Regions from separate parts of the Oryctolagus cuniculus genome. Here region 2 is linked to region 1. The links are chromatin contacts, called in public Hi-C maps. All regions are on one chromosome and are shown on one strand. Each heading gives the region's core, a stretch centred on a gene start, on an enhancer-like site or on the middle of the called end of the contact. The rest is flanking DNA. Distances are from core to core; before and after follow the strand shown. Region 1 holds the start of MAP3K7 (mitogen-activated protein kinase kinase kinase 7). Region 2 holds the start of MDN1 (midasin AAA ATPase 1).

Region 1 (4,583 bases), core at 1,324-3,823:
CGGCCGCAGCGCGCCAGTCGCAGCAGCCATTGGAGGGTGAACCAACGGAAAAGGAAGACCTTTCTCTCTTTCTCTCATTGTCCACTCTGTCAAAAAAAAAAAAAAAAAAAAAAAAATTAGACCATCTGTAGAGCTTGCTATGTATCTCCGGGAATTCTGGAGACAAAATGTTGACATGACTGATGTTGACATGAAACCATGAGATCCAGTTTGCATGCTTCATACATGAAAGGTAAAGAGAATTCAAAGTCAAAATTGAGGTGAGTCAAGATAGGTTTAAAGTGAATCAAGAGAGCTCCCCTCTATCACTTCTCTGGATTCAAACCTTGTTATCTGGAATTCTTTGTGTGCAGTGACAAAAGTACGTGAAGCAAGTTACTGAAAAATGGGACACAATTTGCACAACCAAATCATATAATGGAAGATGTGGATTAGAACCTGAATCTGCAGCCTGCTGAGACTTCTCATTAATTAGGGAACAGGTGTCAGGCAAGCAAGTCAGATGTGGATTTATTTTAGACACACATCAGTATCAGAAGTTTGGGGCCAGCATTGTACTGCAGTGGGTTAAGCCACCTGCATTGCTGGCATCATATATGGGCACCAGTTTGAGTCCCAGTTGCTCCACTTCTGATCCAGTTCCCTGCTAATGCACCTGGGAAAGTAGGGGAAGATGGCCCAAGTACTTACGCCCCTGTCACCCACATGGAAGACCTGGACTGGCCCAGCCGTAGCCATTGCAGCCATTTGGGGAGTGAACCAGTAGATCGAAGATTTCTCTCTCTTTCTCTCTCTCCTTCTCTCTGACTCTGCCTTTCAAATAAGTAAAATAAATCTTTAAAGTCAGAAGTCCAAAGCTGTGAATGAAAGACAGAAATAGAAGTATCGAAAAGGGAATGTTCAAAATTATACAAACAATTCACTTTTAAAAAAAAAAAAGATTTATTTATTTACTTGACAGGCAGAGTTATAAAGAGGCAGAGGCAGAGAGAGAGGGAGAAAATTTTCCATCTGCTGTTTCACTCCCCAGATGGCTGCAACGGATGGAGCTGAGCCGATCTATAGCCAAGAGCTAGAAGCTTCTTCTCGATCTTCCACACCAGTGCAGAAGCCCAGGGACGTGGGCCATCTTCTACTGCCCTCCCAGGCCACAGCAGAAAGCCGGATAGGAAGTAGAGCAGCTGGAACTCCAACTGGTGTCCATACAGGATGCTGTCAGTACAGGTGGAAGCTTTACCCACTACACCAATGCCGGCCCCCAAACAATTCACTTTGAAAAGCACCCAACAACAAAAAAGAGATGTATGGATGAATAACGTGACAAATAAATGATGGAGCAAGAATAATAAAATGTAAAAGGTGGACTCCTAAACTGTAGGTATAGGAAACTGATCTTACATTCTAAGGAAAGGGAGGACTGAGAAAAGCTATTCATTTGTCCAGAATAAATTACAAACATTTCCTGAGTCCCCATCTGGCAGAATCCATTATACTAAGACTAAAGCATTGAAGAGCCAAAGTGACTCCATTTTAAAACAATAAAAAAAGCAGCCTCCATTTCCCATAGCAGACCCGGGTCCTTGTAAAAGCAGGCATTCAGGCATTCCGGAGATATCAAAGCTTACCAGGGACAGCTAGCTCGGTAGACCTAGGAGAGCGCAGTAGAGATTGCTAAACAAAGTAACTCCCTGTACCCAAAGCTCCGTGCTGTAAGCCCCCGCTGATGCAACTCTGTTTTTCCTGCTGATGTAACACCCCCTTTTTTTTTTTTTCCTTTAAAAACTCTCCCAAAGACCGGGGCCTCACTCCTTCCTCTGCTGTGCTGGTTGGTTGGATAGGGTCCCTGTCGCGGCTTGTACTCCCGAATAAACCTTGCTTTTTGCAGCTCGGTGTGATCGACTCTCTGGGGGTCTCTGCCGGGATCTAACGATCTGGGTACAATAGCATTAAAGAGAAATCCGATATATGGACCCATTCAGTCATAGCACAAGAGTTGGCTCCTGGTGTGGAAATGCAAGGGAAACAACAGTTGATGATCTCTACTGATCTAATCTGCTCTTGTTTGGTTACTAGTGCTCTGCACAGCATTCCACATGTTCTCATTTTTCACATTGACAACTGAGTAGGTGACGGGATCCTTCACTGAGATAGGAACGGCACACAAAGGAACAGATTTGTGGTGACAGTCTTTGAACTTGCTTTTGGCATTCTGAAGTTTCGGTGTTCACGTTATATCTAAACAGAAATGTCCAGAATTCAGGAGACATCTGCTGCCTTCCAAACACAACACAGAGGAAAGCACATTTTACAGGGTTTCTGAAAAAAATAGCTCATTTTAGTTTAGTACTCAACATGAAAAGTAAGCTTCATCACAAAAACACAGCTCAACACCACCTTGTCCGTATGGAGGCCGCTCAGAGAAGAAGAAAGGGAGGAACGACATAGTTCACCAAGCAGACATCAAACCGCAGCTTTTTGTCTTTCCCGCTGGTTCTTAAGCGACCAACCACGCCGATTTTTCGGTCATATTCCACGCCACTTCCGCTCGCGCACTTTAATTACGTCAGGCCGTCAGATATCGCGGTATCATCCTTTTGCTGAGGCCATTTAACAAAGATCTCGCGAAATTTGTTCTACATGTTCTAGCGAGCCTCTTACCCTCCTCCACCCCACCCCTAGTCTGTCCCTCCTTTCTCTTTCCAAGTCACAAAACCCTCTTCTTCCCTCTTTCGGGCTCGCGGCTCCCCTGTTTCCGATTTCGGACCGGAACCGGAAGTGCAGTGGGCGGGCCCGGCAGCGGAAAGCGCAGCGGCGCCGGAGCCGGGACACGGCTGTGGCTGCAGCCCCCACCCCGGCCACGGATCGCTGGGTGGCAGGGCTGCGCGGCTCCAAGCTGAAGGTCGGTCCGGAGGAGGGTGGGCGCGAGCCTCACCTGGATTGTCCCGGCGGCACTGTCCTCGGGCCCCCCGGGCGCCGCGAGGGATCATGTCTACAGCCTCTGCCGCCTCCTCCTCCTCTTCGTCTTCGACCAGTGAGATGATCGAAGCCCCTACCCAGGTCCTTAACTTTGAGGAGATCGACTACAAGGAGATCGAGGTGGAAGAGGTGAGCAAGCCCCAGCACGGAGACAGTCGTCCTGGGCGGTCCCTGCCTCTGCCTGGTCCTGGCTCCGAAGGGGCCCGGCGGGGTCCACCCAGGAGTGCCCCCAGCCCTTCAGAGACGGGGTGTGGAGGAGGCGCGACTGCTCCCGCTAGCTGTCTCTTTTTTTTCTTTACCCCGACACTCTTCATGAGTGTGGATCAGATAGTCTGGTGCCTGGATTTGGGTCACCTCAAACAGAATGAACTGTGCGGTAGTGTGACCCGCCAGTTCTCATACCTGTAAGTAAATTCCGTGAAGACTGGCGGTTTTGGAGTTCGCTAGACGCGAAGGGCCAACGATGGTATTATGTTCGGTTTCCAGCTCAGTGCCTGGGGCGTAAGGGATGCTCAGTAAATGCTTGCCAAGTTACTAGGTCATCAATTCTAATAAAATGTTCTCCCTTAGTACCGAATGACTCTGTTTTTCCGATATCATAGAGCAGCACTCGCAGTATTCAGTGTCTAGCTGTTTTAGATGAATTTCACCCGTGGTAACGCCGACTGGTCTACGATGAAAAGAAGTTTCAAGTAGCATATTCTGAAAAGATAACTGTTGGTTTTGCTGATAACCAGCTGCTTTCCTATCCAGTTATCCATCGTATCTATCATTTCTGGTGACAGCCAGAATGTCGCCGAATTTCTCTGTCTGGAACCCATTCTGTGTTCTGCAGTAATTTATTACAGATCAAAGTATCTGTGCTTTTCATACATTTCTCCTTTTCTAGTTCATAAAGGGGTAGATTGGTTCTAAGGACCATAAAATTTAGAAAAGTAAAAACTGAATATGCATTTTAAAGACACACTGTGGAACTTGTTAAATTTTTAGTTGGGGATAGTATCTGTCAAACAGTTGCTATTTTTCGCTATAAAATTTATTAAGCACTTTGCTCTACCTGTACCATTAAGAACCTTGTTAAATCCTGGTGAAACATAATAGACTCTCAAAGAGCTGTCTCTATTTTAAAAATATAAAATTGCATTTACATGACAGCCAGTTAAAAGTAGTGAGTTAATGAACATTCAATGCTTTTTTCTTTTTCTATCTTCCTTTCTTCCTTTCTTTTTAGTTTTAGAAAGGTTCAGTATATCCGATATACCACATTCTAGCTGTGTAATTTGGGAGCAAGTTTCTTAACTCCTTTGAGCTTTCAATTCCATAAGTGTAAAATAGAGATAATAATATTCTATTTTATTTTATCCATATAACAGATCCTATTAAACAATATATGCAAAACACCCAACAATGCCTGACACATATTATTAGGAAACTTAATTCCAGACTGGAGCAATGACCTGCTTTAAGGTCACATAGCTAACTAAAAGAAGACCTGTATTTTGAAGAGGAAAAATTTTTTTTTTCTTTTCCTATTGAGGCTATGATAAATTCCTTTTTCAGAAGTGGATAGTTGATTCAGCTTTAATGGCTAACATTCTTTTTTAAGA
Region 2 (4,583 bases), core at 941-3,440, 810 kb after region 1:
TTCCTGGCTCCTGGCTTTGGTTTGGTGCAGCTCCAGCAGTTGTGGCCATTTGGGGAGTGAACCAGCAGATGGAAGACCTTTCTCTCTGCCTCTCCCTTTCTGTATCTATAACTCTACCTCTCAAATAAATAAATAAAATTTAAAAAATTAAATAAAAATATTTCAATCATCAAAAAATATTGCCTTTTTATTGTTTATAGGCAATCCCCCCCCCCCATTTTTTAAAAAGATTTATTTACTCTAAAGGCACAAATAGAGGACAAGGGAGAGAGATCTTCCATCTGCTGGTTCACAAAGCCCATATGGGATGCTGGCACTGCAGGTGGAGGCTTAGCCTTCTATGCCACAGGGCCCACCCCTAGACAGTCCAGAACTCAACTTGGGTCTCCCATGTGGGTGGTAAGAACTCAAGTACTGTGCCTTTCAGGGCACACACTAGCAAGAAGTTGGAATTGGAAACAGAGCTGGAATTTGAACCAGGCACTCTGCTAAGGGCGTGATACTCACCTCTCTCTCTCTACTGGTCTCTTGATCTCTCTGTACCTTCCAACCCCTACTGCCCCCACCCCTGCCCCTTTCACTCCTCCACCCCCTCTGATTCTTACAAGGTCCTCTCAGGCCTCAGGGCTCTGAGCATGTACCTGGATATAGGTCTTTTTTCACTTATTGTGCTATGCCATCATGGAACTCTCTGAACCTCCCAGAAATTTTATTGTATTATTTATTTGCAAATCCACTGTGTTCCATTTCACAGTTCACTCATTCTGGAAGTTCTGCTCCCCCAGTTTGGGCTCCCTCGGAAACAAACATTCAAACCTAACAACAAAAATTCAAATTGATATACAGGTTGAAAGCTTGAATCATACTACATACTTTTTTGTTGGAGATCTCCTAATGTCAGTATTCAAAGAGCTACACGCTGAAATATCTGTAAAAATATTTTCATTTCTCCAAAAGGCAGAGAGAGATATAGATCGATATCTTACATCCGAGGCTTCACTTCCTACCTGTCTGCAATAGCCAGAGTTGGCCAGCCCTAAGCCAGAAGCCTAGAACTCAATCAGGTTTCCCTGTAATGTAGCATGTATACAAGCATTTGAGCTATCATCTGCTGCCTCCCAGGGTATGCATTAGCTGGAAGCTGGACTTGGAAGCAGAGCTGGAACTGGACCCCAGGCAATCCCACACATGTGGGTGTCCCAAGCAGTTTCTTAAGCCTTAGGCCAAATGTCTGCTCCAGATCTATACTCTTTGAAAAACATTTTTTGGAATATAATTTACACAGAGTACACACATCTTAAATGTAAGGCGTTTGATATTTTTGCTTATGTGTCTAGTGCTCTGGTTTAGTAATCTAATTACCATTCAGGAGAAAATGAACATTTCCATCACCCTGGGGGGTTCCCTCAGGCCCCTTGGCAGTCAGTAACTCCCAAAGATAATCATTAGATTGGCATCAGTGATGAGTTTGGCTCGTACTCTTTTTTTTTTTTTTTAAGATTTTATTTATTTGAGAAGTAGAATTACAGTCAGTGAGAGGGAGAGACGGAAAGGTCTTCGATCCGCTGATTCACTCCCCAAATGGCCGCCACCACGCCTGGAACTGGGCAAATCCGAAGCCAAGAGATGCTTCTGGGTCTCCCCACATGGGTGCAGGGGCCCAAGCGCTTGGGCCATTTTCTACTGCTTTCCCAGGCCATAGTAGCCAGCTGGATCGGAAGAGGAGCAGTCGGGACCTGAACCAGCGCCCAAATGGGATGCCGGCTTCGCAGGTGGAGGATTACCCTACTGTGCCACAGCGCGGGCCTCTGTACTCTGGTCTTAATGTCTTCAGAATACTCTAATGGCTATAATAAATTTTCCCAAATTGAACATTTATTTCCAATGGGGAATTTTGTAGGCTACAATACTAGCAAGAGAATTGCTGGGTCAGGGAAGCACCTCGGCTTTGGCTTTTGTTTTCCATCTGTTTTCAGATGTTGGGTCCTAGGGAGGAACGGTGGGCCAGACGAGATACGCCCCCAGGGCCTCCTCGCTTTTCCCGCCTACTGCAATCTTCCATCTGTGTGTCCCTCTCCGCGCACAGTCTGGTAGTCGCCACCACGCACACATCGGAAACAGTGCCTACCAGTCCTTCGGCTCGCATCCCCCTCCCGGAAGTGGCGCGTTCCGACGCGCCGTGTTTCCGGCGCCGCAGGACCCTACGCCGCGGTCGCGGGCTGTTGACGCGAAGCGCCGTGTGCTTCCCCCACGTGGGCTGCAGCTCCCCTGGTTTCGGCCGAGCAGCGGCGGCCACTTTCCCTGGGGGCGTTGTCGTTGGTGGCTCGGGCGCCGGGAACTAGCGGGGCTCCGGGTCTGTTGAGCGCGAAGGAGGGAGGGAGCTGTGTTGGCTGCCCCGAGCGAAGGGCGCGGGATCATGGAGCACCTCTTCCTGGAGGTGGCGGCCACGCCGCTGCGGTTAATCGCTGGCAAGAACGAAAAGAGCCGCAACGAACTGGGCAGGTTCTTGACCAAGCAGGTAAGAGAAGGAGGGAAAGGGAGAGCGCCATGCGGTCCCAGGTCTCCTCTTCAGCGGGGACGCGCCACCTGAGGGGGAGAGCGGGGCCGCGTCTGTCTCCCGCCTCCCCCGCCGCGCGGGGTTGAGGCGACCCGAAAGAGCCTTTTGTTTTTATGTGGGGGAGCCCCCCCCCACGGTTTCGCCCCCGAGCGGTGGTCTCGGTGGGTATGGGTCACGTGGTCTTCGGACATAAAAGTGGTTTGCTTTCCTGAAATCGAGCTTTCGTCCGTGCCCCTTTGACACGTGTGTTACCGAAGTGCGTAGTGCAGCCACCCCTATTACCTATTAGCTTGGGTGAATGTTTTTCTTTTCTGCCCGCTCCCTTCTCTACGGCCCATTGACAAGTATTGATCGCGTTCCTGCCGTGCGTAAGTCACGGCGTGACACTGCCAAGAGTTAAAAGAGAAATTCGCTGAAGTCTCGGCCCCGAGGGGATTTTGCATCTACTTTTCAAGGCAGTTCATAACACAAAATAACTGAGGGACAAAGCAAAAACAGTTAGTGGTAACTGTTGGAAAGGAACCCTCGGAATTAGTGCGCGAACCAGGCTTATCTGGTAAACGGAAGTGTGGCTGGGCTTTTAAGAGCCTTGTCTGATCGACTCTGGCTGTCTTAATGCTTCCCCGCTTCTAATGTCTGGGAGCTTCTTGAGAGTAGAAAGTATTTTTGTAATTTCTATTTTTGTAAATCCAGGAGATAGAAGTCATTTGTTCAACAGCCAATGCATGTATACATTCTATGGCCTAGGAAGCAACGGCAGTGTTTTGGGTAAGAGATAAAGGGATCTGAGCTGGCTGGGAGTCAGAACTAACAAGAGAGGCATTTCTGTAACGGTGACAGCAAATTGAACGTGGGCAGCAAAGGGGACTCTGCAATGAAGGGAGTCGCTAGCTCAGATGGGCCATCTAGAGAGAACACTTAGTGGTGGGTTGGGTAAGGCAGGAGATAGTTCAGGTCTCCTGAGCTTGTGAAAAGTATGCTAGACATACTTTTTCTTATCAGTGAGTTTAGAGTGCAGGTTCTGAATCTAGGGTTCATGGGGCAGCTTCAGTGTGTTTAAGATTTCCCACAATATAATTGGATGTAAAATTGGTGCTTTTATATTGGGAGTGGGAAATGGTTTGTAGCTTTATTTTCTTGTAGTTTCTTTCTTTCTTTCTTTCTCTCTTTTTTTTTTTTTTTTTTGACAGGCAGAGTTAGAGAGAGAGACAGTGAGAAAGGTCTTCCTTCCGTTGGTTTACCCCCCAAATGGCCACTACGACCAGCACACTGTACAGATCCGAAGCCAGGAGCCAGGTGCTTCTTCCTGGTCTCCCATGCGGGTGCAGGGACCCAAGCACTTGGGCCATCCTCCACTGCCTTCCCAGGCCACAGCAGAGAGCTGGACTGGAAGAGGAGCAACCGGGACAGAATCTGGCGCCCCAACCGGGTCTAGAACCCGGTGTGCCAGTGCCGCAGGTGGAGGATTAGCCTAGTGAGCCACGGCGCCAGCCAAGATAACGTTTTATTTATAAATATATTTATAAGATAAATATAAATCTGATATATGGAAGTATAAGAACCACTCATGTAGAGTCTGAGGTTTGTGTAGGAAAGCTGCCAAGCCAGACAGCTACTAGAAAGATCAGTTGAATTAAGGAGTTTGGGATATAATTCAACTTCACATTGTCAAATTCTGTTCAGTCTCAGAAATTTCTTTCAAGTTTGTTTCTTTCCATTTTTGGTAATAAGTTGCAGATTTTCACTGAAGAGAATAGCTGATTATATTCTGGTTTTCTCCTACTTATTAAACAAAAATATGTTTTTGGAAAGCAGCAAAGACTTGAACTACTGATTATTATTCTATTGGGGAACTGAAGGAAGCCTATTTTTAGAATTGTGTTTCTTTCTGTGTCTGTGTCAGCTGGTGCCAGCACCTTCTATCCAGTCACTCATGGGGATCTGGGTGTCCTCAGCAATTCATTCCCTTTTGTTCACTTCCCGTCAGATCCTGAGAGTGGATGTTAGGTGCTAAATCTGTTCCTCT

The links. A called contact is a pair of places that touch in the nucleus more often than the background predicts.
Region 2: a Hi-C map of psoas muscle shows a contact between it and region 1, with 2.8 times the contacts expected there. The contact joins the promoter of MDN1 here to the promoter of MAP3K7 in region 1. A contact is called at or near these places in 2 of 6 Hi-C or Micro-C datasets (psoas muscle and an unstated tissue).

The regions. Positions count from the first base shown.
Region 1 is chr5:81,892,828-81,897,410 of mOryCun1.1, forward strand. MAP3K7 (mitogen-activated protein kinase kinase kinase 7) reads left to right here and starts at 2,574. Exons shown (of 19, transcript XR_517954.4): 1 at 2,574-3,105.
Region 2 is chr5:82,704,047-82,708,629 of mOryCun1.1, forward strand. It overlaps MDN1 (midasin AAA ATPase 1), which reads left to right and starts at 2,191. Exons shown (of 102, transcript XM_008263214.4): 1 at 2,191-2,518. The coding sequence starts at 2,417.